Regions from separate parts of the Mus musculus genome. Here regions 1, 2, 3, 5, 6 and 7 are each linked to region 4. Evidence: chromatin contacts called from public HiCAR-type, HiChIP or PLAC-seq and promoter capture Hi-C data. All regions are on one chromosome and are shown on one strand. The core of a region is the stretch at or near the end of the contact, and the rest is flanking DNA. Distances in the headings are between cores, read along the strand shown.

The links. Promoter capture Hi-C pulls out the DNA fragments that hold promoters and counts their contacts. HiCAR-type assays count read pairs that join an accessible place to other places. HiChIP or PLAC-seq counts read pairs in DNA pulled down with a chosen protein or histone mark. Capture Hi-C pulls out chosen DNA fragments and counts their contacts.
Region 1: a contact with region 4 is called in a promoter capture Hi-C map of pre-B cells. The contact joins the promoter of Dera here to the promoter of Aebp2 in region 4. A contact is called at or near these places in 2 of 39 promoter capture datasets (hippocampal neurons and pre-B cells), 1 of 484 Hi-C or Micro-C datasets (B cells) and 2 of 115 datasets of contacts at active chromatin or transcription factors (astrocytes and bone marrow-derived dendritic cells).
Region 2: a promoter capture Hi-C map of 3T3-L1-derived adipocytes shows a contact between it and region 4, with 10 times the contacts expected there. The contact joins the promoter of Mgst1 here to the promoter of Aebp2 in region 4. A contact is called at or near these places in 2 of 39 promoter capture datasets (the 3T3-L1 cell line and 3T3-L1-derived adipocytes) and 1 of 115 datasets of contacts at active chromatin or transcription factors (large pre-B cells).
Region 3: an H3K27ac HiChIP or PLAC-seq map of embryonic stem cells shows a contact between it and region 4, with 6 times the contacts expected there. The contact joins the promoter of C2cd5 here to the promoter of Aebp2 in region 4. A contact is called at or near these places in 2 of 39 promoter capture datasets (embryonic stem cells and pre-B cells), 4 of 115 datasets of contacts at active chromatin or transcription factors (embryonic stem cells and large pre-B cells) and 2 of 9 other capture datasets (adipose tissue and liver).
Region 5: a HiCAR-type map of astrocytes shows a contact between it and region 4, with 5 times the contacts expected there. The contact joins the promoter of Lmo3 here to the promoter of Aebp2 in region 4. A contact is called at or near these places in 1 of 39 promoter capture datasets (hippocampal neurons) and 1 of 115 datasets of contacts at active chromatin or transcription factors (astrocytes).
Region 6: a promoter capture Hi-C map of liver shows a contact between it and region 4, with 4 times the contacts expected there. The contact joins the promoter of Strap here to the promoter of Aebp2 in region 4. A contact is called at or near these places in 3 of 39 promoter capture datasets (cranial neural crest, hippocampal neurons and pre-B cells), 4 of 115 datasets of contacts at active chromatin or transcription factors (embryonic forebrain, embryonic stem cells, extraembryonic endoderm stem cells and 1 more) and 2 of 9 other capture datasets (adipose tissue and liver).
Region 7: an H3K27ac HiChIP or PLAC-seq map of bone marrow-derived dendritic cells shows a contact between it and region 4, with 13 times the contacts expected there. The contact joins the promoter of Sult6b2 here to the promoter of Aebp2 in region 4. A contact is called at or near these places in 2 of 39 promoter capture datasets (the 3T3-L1 cell line and pre-B cells), 3 of 115 datasets of contacts at active chromatin or transcription factors (bone marrow-derived dendritic cells, embryonic stem cells and thymic regulatory T cells) and 1 of 9 other capture datasets (liver).

Annotation. Positions count from the first base shown.
Region 1 is chr6:137,752,732-137,756,565 of GRCm38.p6, reverse strand. Dera (deoxyribose-phosphate aldolase (putative)) reads right to left here and starts at 1,989. Exons shown (of 9, transcript NM_172733.1): 1 at 1,928-1,989. The coding sequence starts at 1,958.
Region 2 is chr6:138,137,747-138,141,924 of GRCm38.p6, reverse strand. It overlaps Mgst1 (microsomal glutathione S-transferase 1), which reads right to left and starts at 1,398. Exons shown (of 4, transcript NM_019946.5): 1 at 1,319-1,398.
Region 3 is chr6:143,097,802-143,101,983 of GRCm38.p6, reverse strand. C2cd5 (C2 calcium-dependent domain containing 5) reads left to right here and starts at 1,832. Exons shown (of 29, transcript NM_001362113.1): 1 at 1,832-2,051; 2 at 2,188-2,306. The coding sequence starts at 2,217.
Region 4 is chr6:140,621,532-140,625,773 of GRCm38.p6, reverse strand. It overlaps Aebp2 (AE binding protein 2), which reads right to left and starts at 2,272. Exons shown (of 8, transcript NM_001005605.2): 1 at 1,430-2,272. The coding sequence starts at 2,079.
Region 5 is chr6:138,421,693-138,425,560 of GRCm38.p6, reverse strand. Lmo3 (LIM domain only 3) reads left to right here and starts at 2,531. Exons shown (of 4, transcript NM_001356306.1): 1 at 2,531-3,120. A830011K09Rik (RIKEN cDNA A830011K09 gene) reads right to left here and starts at 2,456. Exons shown (of 4, transcript NR_126073.1): 1 at 2,196-2,456.
Region 6 is chr6:137,733,611-137,737,731 of GRCm38.p6, reverse strand. Strap (serine/threonine kinase receptor associated protein) reads right to left here and starts at 2,650. Exons shown (of 10, transcript NM_011499.3): 1 at 2,266-2,650; 2 at 1,267-1,402. The coding sequence starts at 2,377.
Region 7 is chr6:142,802,172-142,806,004 of GRCm38.p6, reverse strand. It overlaps Sult6b2 (sulfotransferase family 6B, member 2), which reads left to right and starts at 1,539. Exons shown (of 6, transcript NM_001145390.1): 1 at 1,539-1,759. The coding sequence starts at 1,615.

The DNA.
Region 1 (3,834 bases), core at 740-3,239, 2.9 Mb after region 4:
CCTGAGTTCAACTCCCACATGGCAGCCATAGACCATCTGAAATCCAATCCCAGGGGATTGGATGCCCTCTTCTGGCCTCAACAGGCATTGCACGTGTAATGGTAAACAGACCGTGTACAGGCAAAATCTCACACATAAAATAAAAATAAAATGAAAAAAATTGTAAATAACAATGACTAATGAATTCTACAATCTCCCTGGTGATAACTGCATTTTCCTAAAAATTTTTTAATACAAATGTGTTTAAATAACGCTAATTTCTTTTTAAAAAGTAGTACTCATTAAAAACATTAAGATGTCTTTAATCAGCAAAAAACCACAAAACTCATCAATTAAAGCAATGTTGAAATTAATACAGAACAATTTTTTTCATAGTACATATATAATTCACGTGATTTACTTTAGCAGATTAGATTACAGCTGTGTCACGCCTAAGGATTAATACCACAGCACACAAAAACTCTTGCAATCTATGTGATTATAACAAGAACAGTAAGGAAAATATAATCTATACATGGAGGTGTGAGTGCACATTAACTATTACTCTAAATAGCAGCTGTTAATGTCTACACTGTTACTTTGCAACACGGGAAAGGTAGTGTTTTGATGGCTTTTTAAGAAAGCTCTTTCTATATAGTCCAGGCTAACCTGACACACAACTGATGCTGGGGTTACAGGTGTGTGCAATAGCACCCAGCCCAGGACTTACACTTTAAGAAAGTAAAAATGGCCGGACAGTGGTGGCGTACGCCTTTAATCCCAGCACTTGGGAGGCAGAGGCAGGTGGATTTCTGAGTTCCAGGCCAGCCTGGTCTATAGAGTGAGTTCCAGGACAGTGTAGAGCTACACAGAGAAACCTAGGGGCTGGGGGCGGGGGGGGGGGGGGGGAGTAAAATTGGCTTAATTGCATCTCCTGAAAGGAAAATTTGAAACTTTAAAAGAGCTGTTGGGGGGGGGGGGGAATTATGTTACATCCTCGACCTTGTACAAAGATGCAGACTAGCTTCATCTTCAGCCCTTAGTCCATCTTCCAGGGTCACTGCTAAAGTTTACACTGCAGGGATAAAGTGTAAGGCTCTGTTGGAGAGAGGGACTAAAGTGCCATTAACCTGGTACAGAGACTACCTGTCAAGCATGCAATTCTAAACACTTCTAAAGTCTAGACTGGCAAGTCCCTTCTGAAAAGAGTAACCCTGTGTATCACTCACAGCCACTCAAAATCAGTCCCTATGAAAAGAACTTAGTGCGCTCATTATCGTTGCTTATTCAACACTAAGTGCAGAGAAATATACCAGCGGCTCCAAGTATCCCCTCCTCACACTATCCAAACCACCTTCAGACAGAAGTAGCTTCCTAATAAATAACTACTTTACAGATGCCGGTATATAAGCACAGAGTGAGTAATTTACCCAAAATCACACACCTAAGAGGGTCCAGGATACAAAGCAAACAATCTATTATGCAAAGTTAAGTCATTGACATTTGGCTCAGTCACGTTTTTGCTACGTTTGAATTACAGACTTTTAATTTTTTTTCCCAGAAATATCTGAACTAGTATCAATAAGGTGAAAAATAGTTTTAAAAAGAACATTTTGTCTAAGCATTTAAAATCATTTTTAGCAGACGGCGATGACCACCAGCACAGCCAACTTTGGGAATGGCTACGTGAGTCCGGCAGTAAATGAATGGCACACAAGTACCCGGCAGGCTTTTCACTCGGGTTGGTTTACTGCGACCACAGAGCTACATAGTGCAAAGATCTAATTAACCCTTCCTTGCTTCCGCTTAAAGGGTTAAGACTGCATAGAGCCTGGCGACAGGGCTGTCCCCGAGTTCTGCCTCAGTTCAGGTCTCCGCCCTCCGGGGATCGCCCTGGGCACCCCCACCCCCAACCTGGCGAAGGGGAGCGCAACCCGCTGGCCCTTACCGAGCTCTGTGCCCCGGCAGTGAGCAGCCATTGTGGCCACCGCTGAAAGCCAACCCTTGCTCCAGGTCGCCACACGGGCCTGGCCTTCCTCCTTCCTGTCAAGTCCCCGCCCAGAGCCACGCCCCTTTTGCAACGCCCTACCAAAGCCACGCCTCTTCGGTCCTGTACCACTTAAACTTTTCTCCAGCTCCTGGGCTTGGAGCCCAGCCAGGTCATCACCCTACCTGTTCCCTGTCTTTCCAGGTCAGGCCTGTGACTTGAGCATTCCCCAGCTCCAGAAGTCTCCCAGACCATTTTTAAATGCTTACATGGCCAATTGAACTAGACAGAATCAGACTTAGGAACTTTAGCTGTAGGATCATGTGAGTGGCAGGACTGGATTCTTTCTTGCATGAGCGGAGCAATGTAGTCTTGGACCCGAATTGTGGGTAGTGTTCCAGAGCCCTCAGGGGACAGCCAAGGTAGTCTAGGAGCTAGAACGCGCTGTAATTTCTAGTCTGGACTCAGTGAAAGAGCAGCTAGGACATAAGCTTAGGAAGACTCGGTTTCTTATTTTTGTTTTTTTTTTTTTTAAGATTTATTTTATGTATATGAGTACACTGTAGCTGTCTTCAGACACACCAAAAGAGGGCATTAGATCGCCATTACAGATGGTTGTGAGCCACCATGTGGTTGCTGAGAATTGAACGTAGGATTTCTGGAAGAGCAGTCAGTGCTCTTACCGCTGAGCATCTCTCCAGCCCTTTCGTTTTGTTTTTAAGACAGTTTGCTTTGTAATCACGGTTGGACAAGAGGTTGCTGTGTTGAATCTCCTGCCCCAGACCCCAGATCCCCATTGCTGGGATTACAGGCAGATGCTACATTCAATAAAAGGTCCAGCTTCTTTCATTTAGAAAATATAGTATTTTCATTTTTGTGTCTACACACATATGTGTGCATAGCACATGTGTTCAGGTATGTGCAAAGGCCAGGCCAGGCCACTCTGGACCAAGAGTTAGTCAGGAGCTGGGAACCATACTTAAGTGTTAAGAAGCGCAAGCACTCTCAACTGCTCAGTTCCCTCTTCAGGCCTGAAAAGAATTTTTTTAACTTAGTTCTGTGAATAATTGAGTATGTAACCTAGGACACACTACTGGCCTTAGTTCTGTGAATAATTGAGCATGTAACCTAGGACACACTACTGGCCTTTGTGAACTTCATTTTCCTTATCTGTAAGAAAGGATCGCGACAATTTCTTTGCTTTCTAAAGTTGAGATTCAGTGATGATTTTTCTCAGCCTGGTTTCTCTGAATTACTCCAGGTTCACAGTCTAGGGGGTGAGCCACTGTATCTGTACTCACATGGACCATCTCTGCTGAGCTACAAGTTTGTCTGAACTACAAGTTTCTCTAGTGAATCAATTGCTCTAGTTCTTTCATCTCAGGAAAGTCCTGCCAGAGATGTACATATACCCAGAGACTCAAATTTTGAGAATTAAGCAGCAATCTGGTAAACAGGTCTCTAATGAGCTCAAACTATTTGTAATTCAATTCTTAGTGACTAGAAGGTTCTAGGACATAAGTCTACTTACTGCAAAACTGGGTGATCAAAATAGGTTTGTATGCAAAGTTGTAGTTTGTAAATACCTGAGGCCATGATAAATGTAAGTTATTAATGTGGTGTCAGATACACAATTACTCTGCTAGATAGAAACCTGCTTATTTCCCTACTGAGCTGCCATCTAGTCTGGTCCACACACAGCTACTTCTAAATATTTTGGATGTATGTCTAGGCCATATTCATAATGCCACTGTTATTTTCACTTAACCTTGCAAAACTTGGAGCAAGCACTAAAAACCTGGAGCTTATCTGAAACCATCTAGATCACCAAGAACGCCAACATCACGCATAGCCAAAATATTCATGTC
Region 2 (4,178 bases), core at 149-2,648, 2.5 Mb after region 4:
CTCCCGGGACAATCACCATCACACAAGGGTCTCTTCACCTACCCAGGATGCCTGTCAGGAGAGAGCAAAGGGATGCCCACCAGTTGACTGAAAACAGCTTGGGATGAAAGACTCCGACACAGAAACCATTTTCTTCTACTTTGAAGGAAAGAAGCTTGAGTAGGGTATAAATAAGGCCAGGTGGTACAATGGAGACTGGAGACCCCACCTGCCTGTCTCTGGAGCCCTGTCATCGCCGACCTGTATAGTTCCTGGACTCACAATTCCATTCTAGGAATTGTGGGGTGCTGTTTTCTCATTTCCTGGAAGCTTCTCCTGTAACTCCTGTTGTCATATTTTGCCCCAGTGCTATCTGCAGTTGAGAAATACTCCTCTTTCTCCTCATGGGCCCTCAGCCAAGAAAAAGCAAAGTTCTTTTCTTCTCAAAACTGTTTGCCCTATCTGCATCAGTATTGTGAAACTTGGAAAATCTGGGCACACAGCCACAAGGCCATGACTCTTCAATTTTCAATGGATCGAAAGCAGCAAACACATTTGTTGTGAGGACAGAAAAGAGGGCTGCAACAGAGGAAGAACAGAAATACACACATGATCAGAGTCCCAGGCACCTTCCCTACAGCCTCAGTGGGGCCAGACTACAGTGGCCACAGGGGAGGGCGGCTCTGGGGAGTAGCTGCCCAAGGGCTGCGCCCTCAGGTCTTTGGTCATCAGGCTACAGTCACAACAGAGCACGCTCTGCTGCTCTGCTAAGTCTGTAAGTCATATGATATCAAAAGTACCAGTGTAAAGACTTGTAGAGATTTCTCTTGCCTACCACAGGAGAATCTAGAAAAGCAAACAACTTTTCAACAAGTTGAAAGGCCTGCATGTCCAAGTCACCCGGGACACTGTAGGGTTTTACTCCCTGGGAAAGGACAGAAGTTGCTGAAACCGCAGTGACTTCTCATCTTGTTACAACTTGCATGTATTTTTTTTCCCCTCCCCTCAAGATCAAGAGACCCTTTCAAAGGGAATGCTACTTGGGCTTGAAAATAAGAAATAAGAAAACCATCTCTTAAACATGAAAAGACTCGTGCTCCCAAGTTTCTTCTTGGAGTTTGAGAAAGGAAAACTTAATGCAGGAACAGAAAAGCACAATTCTCATTTAGAGCGGGCCACAAAAATGGGGGCGGGGGGTGGTCATTTAAACAACTAAAGGGAACAAAGGCTTTTCAAACAGGCACAGCCACTCTCTAGCCTTACACCTGCCACCCACCGGCCCCTTGCACCCACCCACTCCTAGCCTGGGAGCAGCACCGTGGCCGTGCGCAGCACCCACCTGAATCCAGGGAGAAGGGCTGCAAGTTGTCCTGCCGAGCCTGTGCACTTCTGGGACTTTTCACCAACAGGACCCGCGCTGGCACCGCCCTTTTTCAGGCTATTTTTCTATTAATCACCCCGCCTCCTGACCGTGCCAAGCCCCGCCTTCGGAGCTTGCCAAATCCCACCCCTGAATCGCCCCGAAACTGCTGTGGCTGGTGAGGGTCTTTCTCTGCTAAGGATCTTGGCAGTTCTGTTCCGGCTCCGGAAGAAGGGAAGCAAGGAAGGGGTTGCTAACTTTTATGTCGCTGGAAACAAAAAGACCTTAGTGTTGAATTTGGAAAACCTAAAAAGAAAATGTTTTAAGGAAATGTAAATCTCGGGGGAGGGGCTCTATTGCTGTGAATACCTTCAGGGTGCAAAGTGAAACCTGCGAAATTATGAGTCTGTTAGGCAACTAACTTGTTTCACAGTGACTTAGGAAAGTGTTGCAAGGGGGCAGGGTCGTTAGGGCAACATCAAAGCTATTGCACATCACAGAGCCCCACAGTAATGGCCAAGCTCCAGCTCTGAGAGCTCTAAGGTTGATAAGTTCCCATCTGCAACATTTCACTCGGGAACTTTACCAGTTTACACCTGTGCCCCACATTGCTCTGAGAATCAATCAGTCTTTCTCTTTTCTTTTCTTTTCTTTCCTTTTCTTTTCTTTTCTTTTCTTTTCTTTTCTTTTCCTTTCTTTTCTTTTCTTCCCTCCCTCCCTCCCTCCCTCCCTTCTGTCCTCCTCCCTCCTGTCCTCCTTCCCTCTCTCTCTCTCTTTCTTTCTTCCTTTCTTTCTATTCCTTCCTTTCTTTTACACGATTATTCTCTTTTTTATTTCTTCATTTTCCTCCTCTTCGTCTTCTTCCTCCTCCTTCTTCAGTATGAACCACTTAATTTTCTGAGTTTTAGCTGGGTGCCTCTTTGGTTTGGTTTTATTTGTCGTTTTAGAGAGGATTTTGTTACTTAGCCCTGTCTGGAACGCGTGGTACACACTAGTCTGTACACAAACTTATGACCATTCCTGCCTCAGCCCCCAAGGGCTAAGATTTTTCTCACCAGGACCCACTCTGATTCTGACTTTCAAGATTCAGTAGACAGTTCTATTTTATATCCCTTCCAAAAACTAAAAGGAATTAAGAAGCAATGTGCTGACCCAAGCTGAAGTCAGTCAGTCCTGAAGATGGTTTCTTTAAAGGCATGATTGGTAGAACATCTGAAAAGAGTGTTTGGTCGACCTTTTCATTTCAGTTGAAAACATTGTTCAGTTCCTCTCTGGGGCCACACCAGAACACTGAGTGCAGTGGAGCAGAGCTTTCTGAATTTCCTTGAGAGCGGTTAGTACTGCAAGGACTTAAAGAGCTCTTCATTTACACCAAGGAAGACAGCACAAATCCTGAAGGCAAGATTACACAGAAAGGTGCACAAAAATTCTTAACTCTTATCTTCGGAAAGCCAGTGGGAAAACAAGGGCACACTTTTACAAAGAGCATCTCAGTCATCTAATGATCTCATTGAACTTTGTCCAAACTATCGGCTAGTTAATCAATACATAAAGGGTTTCTGCTGTAACGCCCTACTAATTATTGACCATCTGGTAAATGTGATTTTACGTGTGCATATAGCAGAAAGATCTGTTGCTGTCTTTAGTATAATATGAGCATTTGCTTGTAATAGATTTAATTCAGCAAACACTTTAGTGAATGCAAGATACTTGGTTTGATGATGAAGTTTAAAGCTAAAGGGGGGCTATACCCCAGCGTTGTGGGTGCAAGCACAGCTTTTCCCTTCCTCTTGCATCCTCGGTGTGCTTTAGATGACTGAAAAGGATAAGTATTATTGTTTAGCTTGTCTTAGTTTGAGTAAAAAGGATTCCAATTTTTAACCTTTCTCCTTATCACCCTTTTAACCCTAAGGGGGGAAAAAATCTCTCAGAGAAACTCCCTCCAAACTTTAAGACAAATAGTCCTCTGGTAACTAGAAAAACAGTGTGTGTGTGTGTGTGTGTGTGTGTGTGTGTGTGTGTGTGTGCCTGTGTGTGTCTGTGTGTGCCTGTGTGTGTCTGTGTGTGTCTGTGTCTGTGTGTGTACATGTGTGTGTGCATGTGTGTGTTTTTGTGGCAGATAAAGCATGCAGAGGGATGGTCATTCTCTAGCATGTACACCTGCTTTACCTTCTACCTTTCCTGCTTGTTATGGCCACTTGCTTGAGAGAAACACTTTTCTCAGTGAAACTTTACATGCATTAAACAGGGGGACAGTACAATTCAGTCACAATTAAACACAACGTGGCAGAGGATATTGAATATCTTACTGAATCCCATGCCGCTGGGAAAACTGTCTCTATGTTTCTCAGAAATATAAACAAATTTATATCCCAGAAAGACTGTTCCTAGATATTAACCCAAGAAGTAAGAATGGCCACAAAGAAAGATATCCAAGAACAATCCATGAGCAGGGGAATGAAAAAAGCTAATTGTGGTATATTCATACTACATTCTACTGACTATATCATAAGAAAAAGCAATAAGCTACTGATCACATGATGGCATGATTCAAACTCATTATTATGCTAAACAAAAGAAGACCAAACACAAAAGCATATGGCTTCATTTACATGAAAGATTATTTTTTTTAAAGAAAGAAACCTAATTTACAATAATAGACATAAATAAGTAGCTGTTTTTACTAGAAAGGGGGTGGCAAATGGCTGAGAACAAAGAATGTGTCTGTCTCTTATGATAAAACACCTTAGGTGTGTGGAGTTAGAGGGAACTTTATGGTTATGGAGGCTGGCAAGCCCGAGGCCCTGATTCAGAGCAGAGCTGGTGCCAATGGGGGCTG
Region 3 (4,182 bases), core at 583-3,082, 2.5 Mb before region 4:
TGTATCCCAAAGGATGAAGTTCAGGTTGTGTGAGGACACTTAAAAGGTCAGCTGATTGGCAAGACAGTCCAGGTTTACAGGAAATGTCATCCACAATTGACAGCAGAAAAGGCCAGCGGCCCACATGTCCGTGTGGGCATTTACCTCAGCAAGGAGTTTATCATCAGACCAAAAACTGCAAAGACTACCGCCAAGCAGGATGAGGAACAGTTGAGAAGATGCAGAGAGAACAATCTTAGATATAGATTTCATTAAAAAATGGTTTATTAAATAAAATGGTTCAGTGAAGGGGAAAACAATGTAAAGAACATGGACTGATTTGTAGTAGACCCTTGAATTCAGCAAGGATAGTTTAGGTGCTTAGGAAAAAGCTACAGGTGGGTCCAAGGAAATTATGTGAGATTGTGATCTTATTGTTACTGACAAGGATGGAAATTTCTCTAGTCCAAACAGTATGCAACAATGTATCTTTTACTTATTCTTTTTCTTCTTTTGAGCAGGACATTTTCTTTGGAAGAATTCAGTTTTGCCCATGGGCAAAATTCCTTTCTCAGGAGGACTCTTTTTGAAAGGGCGTTTCTGGTTCATTACCACTTCAAGTAATTTTTCTATCCTGTTTTAGTATTTTTGAAGTTAAAAAGACCATGCTGATATCTTCATTTAGGAATTTTCCATTCCTGATAAATTCAGTGCTGTGATTTTTTTCCCACTGGCATTTTCAGTGTTGATTTCAGTATTTACTACAGAGTGTATTGCCAATGCTGGGTTTGCCATAGTGTAGGAAGTGCTCTTGTTCCATCCTGTGTGTGGGCTTCAACCCCAATCATTTTCTGATAGTCTGAAGCAGTATCTAATACCCCACTTTGACAGGCTCATGATGTATCTAGAGTGGGGTCAATTTACAGAGACCTAGTGAGGTCTTCTTCGGGCTCATTTCTCACACTGACTACATGTACCGCTGGAGGTTCGTTTCTTGCTGACTTTTAGCCAGCACTGTAGACCTTTCCTTTAGGCGTGTGAATGCTTAATACTTAGAGAGCTGGATGTGCAGGCACAAACCCATCACCTTAGCACTTGTGACAATACACCAGGAAGACTGCCACATTCAAAGCCAGCCTGGGCTGCATACCAAGGAGAGGCCAGCAGGCAAGATGTTGCCTCAAAAAAGAAAGTTCACACTGACACACAAAGTTCACACTGACATAAGGAAGTGTGAAGTGCCATCTATAACCCAGTACACAGTACAATTGCCTGTGACTGAAATAAGTCTTTGAAGAAATAATATTTATTTTCACTAGCTGAGATGCGTGTGTGTAATTTTTTGTCCCTTTTCCTTTTTTTTTTTTTTTTTTTTTTTTTTTTTTTTTTTTTTTTCTTTTTTGAGCCAAACTTTTCGTCTGTTGCCCAGGCTGGCTAAGAACTCGATGCAATCCTCCTGCCTCCACTTTCCAAGTTCTGGGTTGACAGGTGTGCGTCCCCACACCTGACTCTAACCAGAGGATTCTTACTGAAATTCATAGAAAACCACTACTCGCATCAGTACCCCTTCCTGGTGGCCGTCTCAGGAAACACTAAAAGTAGACTCCTCTAGTATGCTTGGCAGCAGCAGTCTGTCCAAGGGCCAACAAAATGAAGCGCGGCTGGGTTGTCACCAGCGCCGGGTGCCCAGAGCGCTGGAGCGTGTCCTCAGCACGGCTCCTGCACCTAACCGACCCGAGGCTGGGTAGATGATGCAGGGCTCGACCGGTTCCCCTGCTCTCCAGCTCAGCCCCGCCCCTCTCCCATGGCCCCGCGAATTCAAATCGGCCCCGCCGCAGGGCAGAGCACCGAGAGATCGATCGCTCCCGCCCCTCGAGCCGCCATTTTTGGAAGGTGGGAGGAGAAAGGTGGGTGGGCGCGGTGCCTGCTTTGCGGGATGCTGACTGGACTTGGCGGCTCTCTGCAGCACGTCAGGGGTAGGGCAGCACGGCTGGCCGGCGCCCTTCCTCCGGCTGCTTCTCCGGAATGAGGCCTCGGTGGCCGCGCGGGACGACTCGGTTCCTGCTCAGAGCGTGAGTGCGGCGCGCGCGCCCTCCGCTGTCAGTTGGCGCGCGCTCCCGACGCCTCTCCGCGCGCCCCCGCGCCCCCCCCCCCCGGGCTCGCGCTCGCTCGCTCGCTCGGCGCAGACTCGCTTGTTTGTTTCTGCAGGAATCCTAGGAGAGGCCGAAGCCGCCGTGATGCCGGGGAAGCTGAAGGTGAAAATTGTGGCCGGTCGCCATTTGCCGGTGATGGACCGTGCCAGTGACCTGACGGATGCCTTCGTGGAGGTTGGTTCCTGGTCCTGCCCCCCAGAGCACGGGGCGCCGAGCCCTGCCCTTCCCGCGGTCCCCGGCTCCGTGGAGGGATGCCCGCCCGCCCCCAGCCCGTGAGATGTGGCCATCGGTCCTGGACACGTCCCGCTGCCAAGCTCGCGGTCAGGGCGTCGGTCCGACCACCTGCCGGTCCGAGGCGTGGCAGCGGAGACGCTCGCCACGACCTCGTTTGCGGTTAGGAGGTTAAGGGCCATTGCTGCAGCAAGTCCACGCAGCCAGCCCTCTGGGGACACCCACAGCCCCACGGTGCGACTACATCCAACCCGTACCCCAACACCGTCTGAATCATCAGTGCAAGTCACACACAACAGCAGCACTAAAGCTGCCCTTGTGTAGACTGGTAGGGAGGTGAGCTGTTTCAGGGTAATTTATTGCCTCGAGGTAGGAAGTCAATTAAGTGCCATGGGTTTCAATTGCAAAATTGCTCTTTAAGTCTAATGATTAGTTTAAAAGTCATGCAAATTAGCACAGGCCTACTGTCCGGAAGTTAATAACTCACAACCTGAAAGAAGCCAAGGAGAAATTGTAATAAAAGTTGACATAATGAGGCAGACCATTAGAGCAATAATCATTTGGGCTATTAATGCTTAGGGTTCAAAGACATATGACAGTATACTTATACTCAATATATTCTTAAACGTTCCAGAACCTAATTAACTGCAATTCACTGTATTTTTTATTTTATTTATTTTTATGGCATTTGTTGAGTTCAACTTCATCTTTTATTGAAACAAACAAACACAAACCAAACTAACCCCCCCCCCCCAAAAAAAAAAACAAAAAACAAAAAACAAAACCCAAAGCAGTTTGCTCCTGGGCCAGATGTCAACAGAGATCTAATGATAACTGAAGTTGTACTGCCTTTCAGGCAGCCTGGAGAGTAATCCACACAGCTGATATTAATATCTAATATGTATTGAGCTTCATTATTGAGATATTTGTGTTTTGTACTTTTGAATCCTTAGTTTTTACAGCAAAGCTAACTAGGAGCCATATCCTCATCTTACAGGTTAGGCAGTGGATTCCTAGGGGCAGAAATAATGTGCTTCGATGATCTACCTTGTAAATCTCCACAGCCTAGCAGCAGTCTCTTCTATTATAACTTTCCCACCTCTCTAGACAAGGTGCTGAATGTTATTTTTGAATGATGGTTGTTTGCTAGGCCCTGTGCTATTCTGGTTTAGTTGATGTATGTATAATGATGAACAAGGTGAATTTGGTTTCTGATTTTAAGGAACTTTTGTTTTGGTGACTAAGACATTTTAAAAGTACAGAATTTACGAAGTAGATAATGCAAATTAGGAAAAAATTGTTATGGGTGCCATAAAAAAATGCACTAGAAAGTGGTAAAGATCACCATTTTTAGGTTGTGAGGTCAGTGTCAAGCAACGCCTGTTGGATGAGAGACATTAGCTCCTGAGAGCCTGTAGCCTGTGTCTGTGTAAAAGGGTGAGGAGGCAGAGGAGAAGCTGGAGGAGGCTGGTGTGTTACAGGAGTGTAGGAGCATGCAGGTGATGTCTTTTAGTGACGGGAAGGGGAGTAGTCAGAGCCACATTTGGGGAAATGATCAAGTGAGGTAGATGGTGAGAAGATTGGTGTGGACTACGGAATGGGATGTCTCCCGTGGGTAAGAATTTCCCATGGGAAGACAGTTGTGTAGTTCTGAGCTTTGTCATTGCAGATCTTCAGTGCTACTGGCCATCTGGTTTTCTAAAACAAGCTGCTGTAGAAACTATTTAATCTCAATTGGGGCTTTTTATCCCACCTTTGATCGTTCAGTTCTAAGATAAGACATACAACCTTTATATTTATAATAAGCCTTAATCAGCAC
Region 4 (4,242 bases), core at 1,023-3,522:
ATTAGGCCGACACCCTTCCCCCTAACCCCAAACACAACCCACGGTGAGAAATCACTATTGACTTATAAATTCTAATCTTCAAAAACTAGCAGGTGGTCAAAAGTAAATGCTAATGTACCTTAGGAACATTAAGCATGAGGTTCTTTGGATTAAAAATCAACTTCGATTATGAAATTTTACAATCAAAAATTAGAGCAGCAACCAAAACATACATTTCTTAAATGTACTATCTAGAACAGTGGCAATTACTCCAGATACCTCCCCATACATGACTGCAAAAAAAAAGTCACCACGGGGGATGTGACTCCCACATCTTAGTACCACTGTATATATAATGGTGCTTTTGTAAGCCACAGTCTACTTTTTTAAACCTGCACGCCTGTATCTTGTGACTCCCAATTATTTCCGATTCAGCAAAGCAACTGTAAAGGACATCAATTCAAATCTACTGTTCCTTTCCACAATGCTCTTTCTGTGTTTTAAACTTGGTCCCTCAGATTTGATGACCAAAACTCAAATCCCCTGAGATGATATAACTGACAGATGTGAGGGATCTGAGAAGCAGAGATTACACATAACGGACCAGCAGTTCTTTTTAAAAGTAAAGCAAAGCCAGGGGTGGGGGTCTCCTCCCTGCACAAGTTAGTTCTGTGAGTTCCAGGAGACCAGCCATATTGGAAAACACTTGTCAATTGCAGTTCTGACAAGTGTTCCCGAACACCGATGCACGAAGCTAACCTTGTGTACCGAGGTGTACATCAAGGGCCTCTGGAGCTCGGCTGGGGCGTCTGGGCCATTTTGGGGGGGCTGTCTCCGGGACAGAGTCGTCCTTCGATCCGAAAGGAGAACCGCGCGCCGAGGAAAGGAGGGTGGGGAAAGGAGAGTTGAGGGGGGATGGTGAGGAGTTGGAAGCCGCTCAGCGGCAAGAGGGGCGCGGCGGCCGCCCGGGATTTCCAAGTTGAGATCTGGGGGGGAGGGGCTGAGAATCAGGGGGCGGGAGATCCCGGAGAGAAAGTCCCCAGGTCTGGGGTCCCAGAGTCTGGGGCAGGGGAGATTCCGGCGAAGCCGTTCCCAAGGTGGGCAGGCGGGCGGGGCAGGGAAGGAGAAGCAAGAAACGGAAAGGACTGCGGCGAGAAAGTCCCCTCGGTCCCCTCGGCGGAGCCCGGGAATCTACAGAGCAAGGGATCGCTGCTAGAAGGGTCCCCCCCGCCCCCCGCCCCGCGCTGGGCCAAAGGGTCCAGGAGATGGGAGGGGATCGGGCAAGGAAGTCAGCTCAATGGAGTCCAAGAGGAGTCCCCTAGGTCCCCTCTGTGGGGTCCGGGAGGAGTCCCCTAGACGGGATCCACGCAGAGTCCCCTCGAATCAGGAAGAAGTCCCCTGAGTCCCCCTCGTCGAGGTCCGGGAAGGGTCCCCTTGGCGGCGCACTGACCTGTCCTCCGAGTCCATGCGGCTCAGCGGCTCCCCGTCGGACGACATCTCCAGGCTGCCCCGCCGGCCCCCGGAGGTCGCGCTGCTCCCGCCTCCCCCGGTGCCGTAGCCCTCGTCGCCGCCGCTCGACACCACGCTACTGCTGCTGCTACCGCCACCGCTGCTGCCCGGGCCGCCCGGGCCGCCCCGCGGTCCCTTGGGCTCCTCCAGGCCCTCCTTCCCGTCCCCATCGCCGCTGCTGCTGCTCGCCGCGCCCGGGCTCAGCGAGCGCGTCTCGTCGCCGCTGCAGCCGCCGCTGCTGCTGCCCACCAGGCTCTCGGCGCTGCTCTCCTCCTCCGCGCCGCCGCTGCTGCTGCCCTCGTCCTCGTCGTCCTCCTCGTCCTCGTCCTCGTCCCCGCCCGCCTGGCTGGCGCTCTCGGGGCTCGGCTCCGACATGGTCTCCGCCTCGCCGCCCCCCGCGCCGCCGCCCGCTCCCCCGTTCAACAGCAGCGCGGCCACCGCCTCTGCCTCCGCCTCCTCGTCATCCTCCTCCTCCTCTTCCTCCGGCGGCTCGGCCCGGCCGCGCGCCGCGGGCCCGGGGCTGCCGGGGGACAGCGGGCTGAGGCGGGAGAGCTCCTCCAGGTCGGCCATGTCGGCGAGCGCGGCGGCCATGGCGGCGCCTGCTGCTCCTCCGCCTCCTCTCGCCGCCGCCTCCTCGCCCCCGCCACCCCCCGCTCCGCGCCCGCACGCCCCAAACTCCGCGCGGCCGCCGCAGAGCGGGAGGAGGGCCCGCGGGGCTGCGTCAGGCTGCACACGCGCTACGGAGCCCGCGCGGGGACACGCGCCGGAACGCGCGCACTCACGCGGAGGAGGCAGCGCGCCTGCGCGCCGCGGCGGCCCCGCCCCTCCAGAGTTTCTTTGGGCCTTCCCACGCCTTCCCGCTCCGGGCGGAGGCGGGACGAGCCCTCGAAACCCGAAGTCGGTGGGGATTTTCACAGCCCTGGACTTCTACAGAGAGAAGGAGAAGCATCGGCTCAGAGAGAGAGAGAGAGAGAGAGAGAGAGAGAGAGAGAGAGAGAGAGAGAGTGTGTGTGTGTGGTTTGCGGGGGAGGTGGTGTCCTGTAGAAGGAAGCCGTAAGTGGAGCAAGTGTCTGGCCGTCTGAGCGCTTGCCATACTCAAAAGACAGGTCTCAGACATGTGCAGAAAGTTCGATAAATCGGTTTTTTTTTGTTTTTTGTTTTTGAAGCGCCGAGCCGATGTCCACACCGCGGAGGCAGAGGCTTGACTCGCAAGCCAGGCTTGCTTACCTGTCCCGATGTCCCAATGACCCAAGGAGGGCAGCTCAGACGAGGCGGGCGTTGCTTTGGCTCGAGATCCTCGCAGGTTTTAAGTCCTGGAGCTTCTAATAAAATCTGGGGTGACACTTGTAGGCAGGCTGAGTTCTTGGGGTGTAGCGCTGGCCGTTGAGGGCTCTAACCGCTCTTCCAGAGGAGCCGGCGGTCGGTTTGCAGCACCCACAAGGCGGCTCACAACTGTCTAATCCCAGCAGCTCTGACCACATCTCCCGGCCTCCCTCCCAGTCTGGTGGGTGGTGCACACAGGTACCTCACCTAAAAGGCACACCTTTAACCCCAGCCCTAGGGTGGCCGAGGCAGGAGGGTCTCCGAGATTCCGAGGCCAGCCTGATCTATATAGCGAGTTCCAGGCCAAACTGAAATCCTGCCTCACAAAAAGGGAGGGTGTGAAGAAGAAAGCAGGGAAGAGGTTACTACTCCTACTAATGAAAGGCTCCTCCCTATCCCCAGGCAAGAGTCAAACCTTCCCTTTACAGCTAGGGAAGCATTGCATCTTCCTGAACTTCTCGGTAAGGGAATGCTTTGTAAATAAGCTTTTTGTAAAATAAAGACCTGGAGTTTATGAGGAAGGCTGGTGAGCAGCCCACATCACACCCTGACTCCGGGGCACATCTGATGCTCTGGAGTGGGGAAGCAGTCTCAGAGAGCATTCCCTCATTCATTCTTAGTAGATCTTCACACACAAAGAGAGAGAGAGAGAGAGATCCCCCAGGTGGAGTATTTTCATGTTTCTAGAATTCACTGCCCTAATTTAAAAAATAAACATAATAAAAGAAACAACATGTAGTATGAGGCTAGAAGGGATTGTTGCAACTTTGAGGCCAACTAGTGTGGGCCACAAGGAAACCGCCCCACAAATATCTTAGTGTACAGTTGCAGCCTTAACCTTTGGATACATACTATCACACGTAATGTTCCCCCAGTGGAAGGAAACATCCTCAAAAAAAAAAAAAAAAAAAAAAGAAAAGAAAAGAAAAAAGAAAAAGAAAAGAAAAGTTTCCTCAAGGAAAAGCAAAAATTAAAATGATAATATACAATGTAGCTACACTGGCAGGCGTTAACCTCAAACTCTAACTTTCAGAGTCATTCTTGCAGATAGATCAGGAATGTGTTGTCATCCTGGATTGTAGACTGAGGATCACCAAACTGGACTGGAATAAAGCATGACTCAGTGTATGTGGCAGCTGCTCTAAGGCACATTAGAAATTAGGACTGACCTAGCAGAGGAAATTCAAATCTTTTTATCTCCCCCCACCTTCTAAGAATATTATGCAAATATTCTAATCCTCCCCACCCTGTAAACCTTTGTTTAAATAAAGGCCCATGGCTCTATTCTAGAAACTTGGTGGCCTGGAGCCTTGACCTTTTTCTCCTTGGACCCTCTTCCTCAGTTTCCTGGGTGATGATCTTTCCAGATTGGCCAACTGAATAAAATTGTAAGGTGGGAGCCCAGCCAGTGGGGAAACACACAGCCACCAC
Region 5 (3,868 bases), core at 1,282-3,781, 2.2 Mb after region 4:
TGCTGTAAATTGCGTGATTGGGGAGATAGCCTGCTTTCAAATAATTTAATTCATGACAAAACCTAATTACTGTCAGGTAATACCCTGTCAGCTTTAATGCATTTCATCAGTCATAATGAAAAGAAGAGCATTTTATGACCCATCTAATTATCATTACATTTTAGGGGAAAATGAATGGCATGGAGCTGAATGTTAACTATTCCATTTTATTCTTTTACACATGTGGTTTAGCATATTATTCACTAACTTCACCCCCCCCCTCTCCCTCTCCCTCTCTCTCTCTACAAGTATGGGGTATATGCTAACCCAGAGAGGAAAAGGAGGATGGGGGGAGAGGAAGGGGATGGGATACAATTAGAGCTCTGGATAGTTGCCCTTTTTTAAGGTATCAAAGTGGTTAATGCCTTTGCAGGTTGGTGTTGATATGGGGGATCTTACTGCCACAGTCCAAAAGAGTACTAATTACTGCGAATGATGTCACCGTAGGCAGAGGAATAATCCCATCATTTAATTAGTTGAATGATTTAAACAAAGATTTGCATAGATGCACTCATCAGTTGCCATGAATTACGGAGAAGCAGTTGCCAGCGAGGGGTAACAGATCATACAGTTGGAGGGAAAAAAAACCTCATCCTCCTTGAACATAATTAATTTAATTGTCCTCATTAGCTGTGCCATTTGTTTTGATTTTATTTCTCCCTTTCCCCACACATACTTCTCCCTCCCTCCCTCTTTTCTTCTCAGTACATTGGCTGCTAAAGATAACAGGCAACACACACACACACACACACACACACATACACACACACCAGAGTGTTTTCAGAGTAGATCTGGCTGGAGGGTGGGGTAGGACAAGCAGGGAGCTGTGTGGATGTGTGTGTGTGTGTGTGTGTGTGTGTGTGTGTGTGTGTGCGTGCGCGCACGCCTGAGTACTAGGGCCAGGAAAAGCCAAAACTTAAGAAGTCTGCTTATAGACTGAACAGCTGAAGGGGTTCTCAGTAATCTTCCTGTCTGTGAATTTCGGTATTTTTCAGGTTAGTTCTGAGTTTTGTTGTCTTTGAAAGGGAGAAGAAAGCAAGCCACCTACTATTTTCTTAGGAGCCTTCTGAAGGTTGGGATTAAAAAATAAATTAGACCGGCTATGCCAGGACTTTGGATATAGGGAAGCATAATTTAACATAAATATTCAAGGGGGACTGCTTTAGTGTGTGTGTGTGTGTGTGTGTGTGTGTATATATATATATGTATATATATATATATATATAATTTGATAGATCGGATAGATAGATAGATAGATAGATAGATAGATAGATAGATATTAAAATTGATGTTACAGAAGTAGCAAAGTTTTTCTGTATTGTTTGAAGGGTGTTTTGTGGGTAGTGTTTTTTTGGGGTGGGTGGGTAGTTCAACAATTGATCCTGTCTTGGCACTGAGAGCATCACATCCAGTGTCATTCAAACTGGCACTATTTTTAAGCTTAACCTTTTGACAAGGCTTTGTGAGAGATGCTGAGAGGACCTTGATAGAGACACCAAAGTGGGCGATAGCTGAAGTTTAAAAACTTAGAAAAAGGAGATGGTTTAAAGCTACCAGTGACCTATAGAGCATCGGAGTGCAGGGAAGAGGTTAAGAGTAATGGGAAAAATTTAGAGGCAAAAATAAAAGGATGTACCCAGGCCTTAAAATAAGTGTATGAAGGCAGGGTGTAGGTGGGCAAGTGGCCAGGGGACCGGCTTAGTCCTGGAAGTCTGGCTCAGCTTCCTGGGGACTAACACTGAAGCAGGTTTCAAAGTCAAGTATTCACCTATCTGTAGTAAGTGTGTTTCAGTGGCCACTTTGGGTTCAGCACCTGGTATGGGGTACAAGTTCACAGTCTGACTCCTGGGGCCATTCGAGAGAGAGGAAAGGGTGTGTGGCACTGCCTGGCCTGAGTTTACATGACAAGGCATTCTGCACAGGGACTTCAGAGAGTTTCTAAACAGAATTCATAGCCCTGGAAACTGCAGACACCCCCAGACATTTACTAAAAGGAGGGCTGTGCAGTTTTCCAGTGTTCCCTGGTAGCACTTTGATTCCTTGGCTTTTATTTTAACTTCCTCCACTGGCACTGTCAGTAACAGATTTAGAGGGCAATTTGCTTTCATAGTCCCCATCCTATTCCAAAATGCCCCCGTTATTTTAGGAAGCCCTACCCTTCTCCTTTGGAGCTCTTTTGCAGTTCTTCTTGTGGGCGAGTCCTGGAGGTAGGGTCCTTCCAGAGTCCAGTCCTGCAGAGGTCACATTCTCTGTGTGATAGGCATGGGTGGGAGGGGATGTCCCCAGCGTTTGTCAGTAGCATATGCAATGGGTTGTGCTGACTGCACTCCCAGGCTTGTCAATTTTCACCCTGGGAAATTAGCAACAAAGCCTGGATCTGTCTCGTGGCTGCTTTTGCACTTTCCGAGGGCGGCTGTACTTGACTGAGCTGCGGAACAGACAGCAGAGACACAGCGAGAGAGAGAGAGAGAGAGAGAGAGAGAGAGAGAGAGAGAGAGAGAGAGAGAGAGAGAGAGAGAGAGCTCAAGCAAGCTAGCGAGCAAGGGAGCCAGCTAGAGGGAGGGAGAGAAGGAAGAGAGAGAAGAGGGAGGGGTGGGGGCGAGAGGTAAATACTCTTAAATCGGAAGGGAGCTGCCTTCACTGTGGATCTGACAGGCGCTGCCTGGGCTCCGAGGCGCTGTAATAACTGGGTGACCTTTTCTTGGGCTGTATTATGTCTGGCTGGGAAGGGATTGCATTTTGCGGCTGAGAGCCAGGGCTTCCTTCAGCTCGGGCTCCTCGCACACTGCTGGGGTAAGTTGTCAGGAGCCAGGACCAAGAGAGACATCCCCCGGACTGCAGTTGCCTAAAAGAAGGACACCTGTGGCTCGCATGCGGTCCACACTGGTACTTGGCGGATCCTGGAGGACCTCATTATTTTAAACTTAAAAAAATATATAGAGAGAGATTCTACCCCCCGGTTTTTTTTTTTCCTTTTTTTTTTTCAAACAATGTTTCTTTTTGACCTTTCCCAAGGAGAAGCGCTACCAAGCAGCCGCTGGGCTCATTGAACACCCTCCCCTGTATCGCTTAATTGAGAAGGTAAGTCAGGGGTTGTGTACTCACGCGTCGGCTTATTTGTGCTGTGTATGTCTGCTGGTGCGCGCGTGCGTGTGCGGATGTTGGGTGGCTTTTTTTTCTTCTTCTTCCCCATCCTCTCCCAAGAAGGCATAAAGTAAAGCTGCACCCGAACCATCCCCACCACCACTGCAACTTTCACCGGGCTGCAGGTCTGCAGAGAGGGTTTTGTGTTTGTTTGGTTCTGTTTAAATCATGGGAGGCATCATTATTTTTGTGATGAGACATGAAATAGATGTGGGGCGGAAGACGTGGATGCCGGAGGAAGAGAGTGGAGCGCGCGGCTGCAGCGCGACGCAACATCTCAAGTAGGAGTCTAGTGCATAATAGACAAAGTTCATTGGGAGCTGCAACATTCGCACACCCTGACTCTGGAAGAGGGGTTGGGACAGTTTGCAAAGGTTGGGGGCGGGGTGTTGCTACCAGGCTAAGGGAAGTGATATCAGTCTTGGGTATTTTCCCAGACCTTTCTACACCTGCTTGATGAAATGTATGCCTGCCACCCCCAAGAAAGAGTTGAAATTACAACCTTGTTTTTGTCTACACCCCTGCTTCTCCCAATGCAACCTTAATATCAAAACACTGCTTCTGTGTGTTGCAAAAGTGACTGTGTCGTGTTCAGTGGACATAGGTTCCTTGTACCCAAGTGTCTGCATCTTAACAGGGAGAGAGAGAGAGAGAGAGAGAGAGAGAGAGAGAGAGAGAGAGAGAG
Region 6 (4,121 bases), core at 1,401-3,900, 2.9 Mb after region 4:
AAAAAAAAAAACAAAAAACAAAAAACAAAAAACAAAAAAAAAAAGATGGCAACACATTGACAACTGCTCCAAAGTGTGAAATTCTTTTAAACAAGGAATCAATAAGGCCATTTTCACTCTCTAGGCTCTGGTCTACTAGCATATACAGCAGCTCTTAACACTGCCTTTGGGCCATCAAGATGCTTTTGTAGGCACACAAGCTGACAACCTGAACCAGAGCCCTCAACCCATACCCCCAAAATTGTCTTGACTTCCTCCACACAAACCCACACACACACAAGAGTAAATTAAAGTTACCTGCATTGATTTAAAAGCACACACAGGTTAGTAACTATACATCAAAAAGTATATAAAATATGACACATGCCTCAATGATTAAAGAGAATCATGTCAGTTTGATAATAGATGCAAAACCCAAAGTAAAAACAGGGAAAGTGTATTATGGCAATGGTTTAGTCCATCTCAGACTGTATCAAAAGACAAAGTGAACTGAGATGAGACGATGTATCCATTACTACAGTGACTGAAGACTCTGTATGTGTGTGTGTGTGTGTGTGTGTGTGTGTGTGTGTGTGTGTGTGTTCCAAAACTCAAGCCTGGCCAGTGTGATCCAGACCACCCTCCTGCCTGCTAAAGACAGTCTCTTGGCTGCCTTCTGATCATTTTGGCTCTTCCAGCACCAATTCTGCCTGCATGCTGCCATGCTTCCCACTATGATGATAATGACCTGAACTCTGAAACTGGAAGCCAGCCCCAGCTAAATCTCTAAGAGTTACCTTTACCTTGGTCATGTTGTACCTTCACAATAATAAAACCCAACTAAGAAAATGAGGATCTAATGAAAATTAAGAATCTTTCAGACAGCCATCTTTAAAACCATAGAAAACAGAAAGTAAATTTGAGGTCCGGTTTTAGATTATCTAGAGCCAGTAATAAAGCTGAGTGAAAAGGTGCCTGGAGACATCACTGTATAGCACTCACTAAGTGTTCAAGACTATCTGTGAAGGACATCAGCAGCACCCATTGTCCAAGCTGTATAGCTCACCACGTTCCTGGTCTCGATGAGAGAGACATCAGTCCTTGAAACATCTCAAGTCACAAGGATGCTCAGAGAGCCAGGACAGAATCGTGGTGAGATCAAACACCATGTACTGTCTATAGCATCCTCGGAGTCAGAACCTCATGTCTAACTGTGAAGTTGGAGAATCTGGCCATGTCACCACAAAATTCAAACAGAATGAAGTTAGCCATTTTTGTTACACTTACGCTGTGAAGTCTGCAGCTGCTGTCGCAGCTTTGGTGGCATCCTTATTCAATGTTGCACCCCAAACAGCACCTTTATGACCCAAAAATGTTCCAATCCAGTCTCCTGTATCTCCCTGGCGGAGCATGGGCTTGCCATCTAGAAAATATTTTCAGACATCTGTGATTTAGAAGCATGCAACGTAATACCAAATCCTGAGCAGCAAACTACTGGAAAACCGTTGTTCTGACTGCTCCCCCCTACTCCCATTAAGCCGTGGGGGCGTGGGGGAGGGTGTCCCCATCCTGGTCTGTGCATATGGTCTCAGTGACCTAGGGACTAAGGAGTTGTAGCCACTCTTCCTGGGAAGCATAAGCAATTTTGGGACCGAATGAGAGGCCTCCCTCATCACCTTTGCAAACTCGGATTACAAAGCAACTATAAAGACCTGGGAAACGCTCTTCCACAAGACCTGATTCCGATTCCCAGCGCCCACACGGAGGCTGACAACAGCCTCTAACTCCGGCTCTGGACAATCTGATGCCTTCCTCTTGGGGCACCCCTTCACACAGGTACAAGCATGCATAGAGACAACACAGGCACACATAAATAAAAACTTCTGAAAAACCGTGGGCTGGATGCCAGTGACATGCGGTGTCAAAACGATCTAGATAGCCGCTTTTTACTTTGGACCACATAAACCTAACGTACACTTTCGTCGGGGAAAAAAAAAAATGAGGCTCACACCACAAAGGATGAAACAATGAGTGAGAGGACATAAAGGGCACTCCTCTCGGCCTGGCCTAATTTCTTCTTCCCGTAAATCCTTGGCAAACACAATGTAGTTGTGTGGGTAGAAAGGCGAGGTGTTGGGGAGCACTAACAACGGTGGGGAGGAGGGACGCATAAAGCCCGGCCAGGGGCGACCCTCTAGTCCCAGCAGCGCGATGGCTGTCGCTGGCAGCCACGACCCACCCACCCGTCGGCACTCGGGAGCCGCGGCCGTCGCGGGCTCAGCTCACCTTTGCAAGCGCTGATCAGAAAGTAGCCGTAAGGCGTGATGCCGCTGAAGGCCAAATCCACCACGGGCCGCGTGTGGCCCGAGCAAGTGAGCGGCGTCTGCCTCATGGCCATGGCGGCGGCGAGCGCGGTGACGCGGAGCGGGGACCGAGGGTCGCGGTCGTCCTCCTTCTCTGCCGCGGCGCCTCAGGCTGCTTGAGGCCCCCGCACTCACGCCGAAGGAGGCCGGCTCCAGAGTCCCCGCGACTCGCGGCCGCCAAGGGAGGGACAGGGAGGGAGGGAGGAGGGGAGGGGAGCGCCGGAGAGCCGGCCTGCCGCCACTCACGGTCCCTACCGGTAGCGGCAGGACGTGACGTCGCCCGACGCGTCGCGTCAGCCGGAAGTGACGACTGGCGGGAAGGCGGTAGTTCCCAGCAGCAGCGCGAGAAGCAGTGTGCGCAGGCGCGAGCTCGGAGACCGAACCCATGCTGCTCTGACGACGTCAAGCGCGCGGCGTCCCGTTGCTACCCAGTGTTGGGAGCCGCCGAGTCCGTCCCTTGTAGGATGCTGTTGTAGAGTTGTAACCTTCTCATTGCTAAGCTACAGACACACTTTTCCATAATCATCTCACATCTAACTGCCTACCCAGTAGCAACCATTCTGTCGCTCTCCTTCCCACCCCCCTCCCGGCATACACCGTCACAACTCACAAACAGTAATGACTTCCCTAATAGAGTGGTTATGCTAACAACATTTATATCCTGGTGACAGATAAGTGACTGGCGTTTAGTGGATGGCCAGCAAATGCTTATTTGCAAGTGGGAAATATTCACTTAGTGCTCAGCAAGGATCCGTGACAACCTAACTGATAAGGGCTCTTTCAGTGGCTCTAGCAACTATCACTGCGGCTGGGGAGGGAGAGACCCCAGTCTACTGGGCTAAAGTTCTTGCCATGTAAGCATGAAGTGTGATACCCAGTACCGACAAAAAAAAAAAAAAAGCTATACATGGTGTGATACATGCTTGGAATGCAGCACTGAAAAGATACCAATCCCTGCCAGCCAGCATAGCAATCAGTGAGTTCCAAGTATGAGTGAAAAACATCTCAAAAACAAAAGAGTGTAGATGCATCTGGACCAGTGAGCCATTCTTCACTGAGAGGCTCCTGAGAGGAGGGACCGAACGGATCAGAAATAAAGAAGACAGGAAAGTTGGGGTCAGGAGGTTTTCCCTAAAACTATGTCTTATGCTAAGCTAATTTATTAAGATGTACAGCATCTTATATACTGTTTGTATGGGGAAAATGGAACAGAAAAACCTATCATACAGTGGGACGAAGTCATCAGAAAGCTAACCAAGCAGTGTTGCACAAAAGGAACACAGAATACTTCATGTGTGCCACAGACCAAGCACACACTGGCCTGGGACTGACTACTCCAGTCTCTTTAGGAGGAAAAGTCACGTTCTCACAGACTGAAATCTTAACTCTGGGGGGCCTGGTTCCAGACTTTGCTATGTCTGACCCTGGTCAAAGGCATAGAGTTGGTATCCCCTTTCCCCTTTCTGAAAGCCTCTTGTATCAGCCTGGAACCTAACAGTGAATGGCTCCTGGGGCTCCTAAGACTGACTTCTGCCTACCACACATGCACACACTACTTTTAAAGTGCATATCAAGCATATGTTGGCATTATAATAGACACTGTAGAAGTGACACAAATCCTCTCTACATGAAGAGATCTATGGGTGGCAAAAATGCTCTGTAGATCACTGTGAAAGAAATTCCACAAATAGGCTATCTGAAAATAAATGAAGGTGGATGCCTACTTCATGATAGATAAACTATTCACACACCATGATTATTAATTTGGGATCTTATTAT
Region 7 (3,833 bases), core at 290-2,789, 2.2 Mb before region 4:
CATCAGTTGATACCCCAGTGCAGATGGTGGAAATCTCATGGGCCTTCCCCCTTGATAAAGAACTATGAGTGTTTAACAAGGGGTTGAGGGGTTGGGGGGGGGGGGGAGGGAGTTAGTCTTTTTGAGCCCTGATGATTGGTTCTTCAATACCGAGTGATTGCTTAGTCCTAGAAACATGTTCATGCAAGCAACACTGTCAGTACTGAGTCATGTTGTACTGAGTACTGACTGTACATTTATTCATTTATGTTTATGTGTATATATAACAACAAAGTTAAAGAAGAGGAGAGTGTGAATTTTGGAGGGGAGGACCTACAAGGGGTAGGAGGGAGGAGGGGGAGGGGAGAAATGACTTAAAATAATTATATTTTAATTACGTAAAAATAAGTATCTAAAAGGGAGCCAATGGGTAGTTATGCAAAAATTAGCTATCAAAAATTAATCCTGCCAATAGTTTTATTTTTAAAAAGGACCTTGAATTTCCAATCCTCCTGCCTCCACCTGCTGGGTGCTGGGATTGTAGATCTGTACCACTATACATTGTGTCTGTGTGGCTGGGCATCCATTCCTGGCTTCCTACATGCTACGTAGCTGCACCAAGTGAGCAGCCCACCCTCAAGCTCTGCTTTCTGTTGGCTTGTCCTAGAACACAGCAAGCCAGGACACTTCATTGCTGTCCTCCGTTCATGTGTTTATTCTATTAGTGCATTCTCTGTCATCTCCTGTGTATATGATCTGTTACTATGTATATGTTTCTGTTACTGCCATGGGCATCTTTCTTCTTCAGATATTTTCCCTACAGTATAACCTCTATTTTTGACACTCGATTAAAATTTTGTCCATTTCTTCATTAATGTTCCTTCCATTGTCAGACAAGCCAAATTTTCAACTGAGTTTCATTGAAATAACTGAGCATTTCTTTACTATATCTAATTGAATCTGGAATATTGTAATATTACCAACCAAGACTAAAATTGAGTGAGATAAGAATTAACTTCCTTCTCTCTACAGATTCCTGTTTGCATGTGTTCTCAGGAAATCTCTTTTTAGTGTGGTATTCTGACTATCACTGTATTTCTTCTAAACTACAGCTCATAAAGGCTGTCGCAAGAGTATTTCCCAATTCCTGGAGACATTCTTATTTCCCTGTTGCTGTGTCCCCTCAAACTTTAAATACTGACTACTTCCTATACTGTAGAAACCCAATTTTCTTAATTACTTTCAGTGACATAATTCATTGTAGTGACTAAAGACTTTACCTATTTAGGACAAAGGATTTGATAGTGGTACAATCTTAACACAGTGATTACTCCTGGCTGCCTGGTAGTTTTCTATGCAAATGAGCCTGAACTGAGTGGAAGGACACATTTTGTAACCTGTGTTATCAGAAAAATTCAGATAACATGACTTTTATAATAGACATTGGCTCAGTTGTGGTTTAAAAATTATTCTTCTAGAGAGCTGCAAAAGGTATATATAGACACATGGAATATCAGCTTGGAGATACCAAGATTCCTCTGCCACTCTGCTGAGGTTGTGACCAAGGGCCAGGTTTGTCTGTGGCTTGTGGAGGGACTGTGCTGACTATACAGCCTCTAATAGGGTCAGTGGAAGATGTCATGCCAGAGTCAGCCAAGTCTCCTCCATAAGTACATGGGCATCTTCTTCTCTACCATGTCTTCAGAAGAACTCCTTGGTTCCTTGGACTCTTTTGATGCTAGAGAAGATGACATATTTCTGGTTTCCTACCCAAAATCTGGTGAGTTTCCCCCTAAAATGTACTAAAAGATACAGAGATGCAACAGTAAGAGGTATAGAAACATTGTTTCCATTTACTTAGTGTTCTATAAGATACAGAGATGCAACAGTAAGAGGTAGAAACATTGTTTCCATTTACTTAGTGTTCTATAAGATACAGAGATGCAACAGTAAGAGGTAGAAACATTGTTTCCATTTACTTAGTGTTCTATAAGATACAGAGATGCAACAGTAAGAGGTAGAAACATTGTTTCCATTTACTTAGTGTTCTATAAGATACAGAGATGCAACAGTAAGAGGTAGAAACATTGTTTCCATTTACTTAGTGTTCTATAAGATACAGAGAAGCAACAGTAATGGAAACATTGTTTTTGTTTCCATCTCAGACATTTTTTGGGGGTGGGGGGATGACTTTCAAGGATTTAGATTTCTTACTTTAAAAAGACTCAAGTGAAATGATTGAAGCTCTGCTAAAGTTTTCCTCTTCATTTGATTTATGAAGGTGCACAAATGTTGATATATCATATGAAATAAGCAAAATAGCTATGTGATAGATTCCCATTGTATCTTGCCCAGATCGTCCTGATGACTAAACAACCTTTGCTCAGCTCATACTTAATTGTCTATAACTTTTTTCATCTACACTAATAAGAGCCGTAAATACTTTCCCTGCTAAAGTTTTACTTCAGAATCGATTCGTACAGAGTTGTACACCCATGGGTGTCATTGAGTAAGTAATGCCACTCTGTACTTTCTTGGACTTAGTTCTATGATAATTTTGTTTGTTATGTAACATCCAGTTGCCTGCTACAATTTCCTTAGTAGTGGTCACATAGAGACGGTGGCTACAGTTAAGGTGTTCAACAACGAGCAGCCACGTCCAGTCAGTTATGCAGTGTAGTCACCAGTTAGATCGGGTCATCAGTGTGGGAAGAAGCAAAGTGCACAAAGGTCAGGGGTTTTGAGAACACACACACACACACACACACACACACACACACACACACACACACTCTGCTCAATTTCAATCCCAGAGAATCTGATGCCCTCTTCTGTAGACAGCAGGCACTCACAAGATACACACACACACACACATCTGCAGGCAAAACACTCCCACTAATAAAATAAATAAATCTAAGAAAGAAAGACCTTTGTAAAGTACACTTAACATGAAACTTAGAAAGCAAGACAGAGTATTTATTGTTCAGCCATGAAGTTGTTCATGTTACACATCACTGAAATCACAATGAAATAAGACACTAGCCGGATTTAACCTCCTTGAGGCTATAGTCTTCAATTAACAAAATGCCTCCCCCACCCCCACCCCCAAGCTTCAGCTTCTCTGCTGCAAAGTTGGGCTACAGCTATCATTTGCTTCAGCAAAGTGTGGAGTTGTATTCTCTGCTGGGTGTGGGGGAGGGATGCTCAGGGAAGAGCACTTGTGTAGCATGAAAGGAAAACAGGGTTCGGTCCCCTGTGTCATCCCATGTATAACAATCCCCCCCCCCCCGTATTGCAAACAAACATGAGAGCACCGGGCCAACCAGATGGCAGGCACGTGGCTTAAAGCACTCGCTGTGTTAGCCTGGGCACATGAATTTGATCCAGGGAGCACCGAAAAAGGCAGAAGACAAGATCAACTGTGCAAAGTTGTCCTCTGACATTCACTCCCTCACATTATGTGCAAATACAATAATAACAGATTCAATTTACAACAACACCATCCCCACCCCCATCCCACTTCCAAAACACTGAAACTCAAACAGAACTCTGTGCTTTCTTCAGAGTCTATGGTATCAGCCTTTTATCTCTCTGAATACGACGCACATTTATGATTTAAGTGCTTGGTCTGCACAGATACTGTTCTACTCATACAGAGAGATCTATGTGTCACTCTTCAAAAGGTGAAGGGGGAGGTGAACACACACATATGCCATAGTAACTGTGTTCTGATGTGTGTTCTAGCAGAGGAAGGGGCTGGGTTCCATGGGAGACAAAAAGGGAGAGTAACTGCGGAGGAGGGGTGGTTGAGAGGAAAGAAGATAGCCTATAAACGGAGAAGAGCTTGTGGGCTT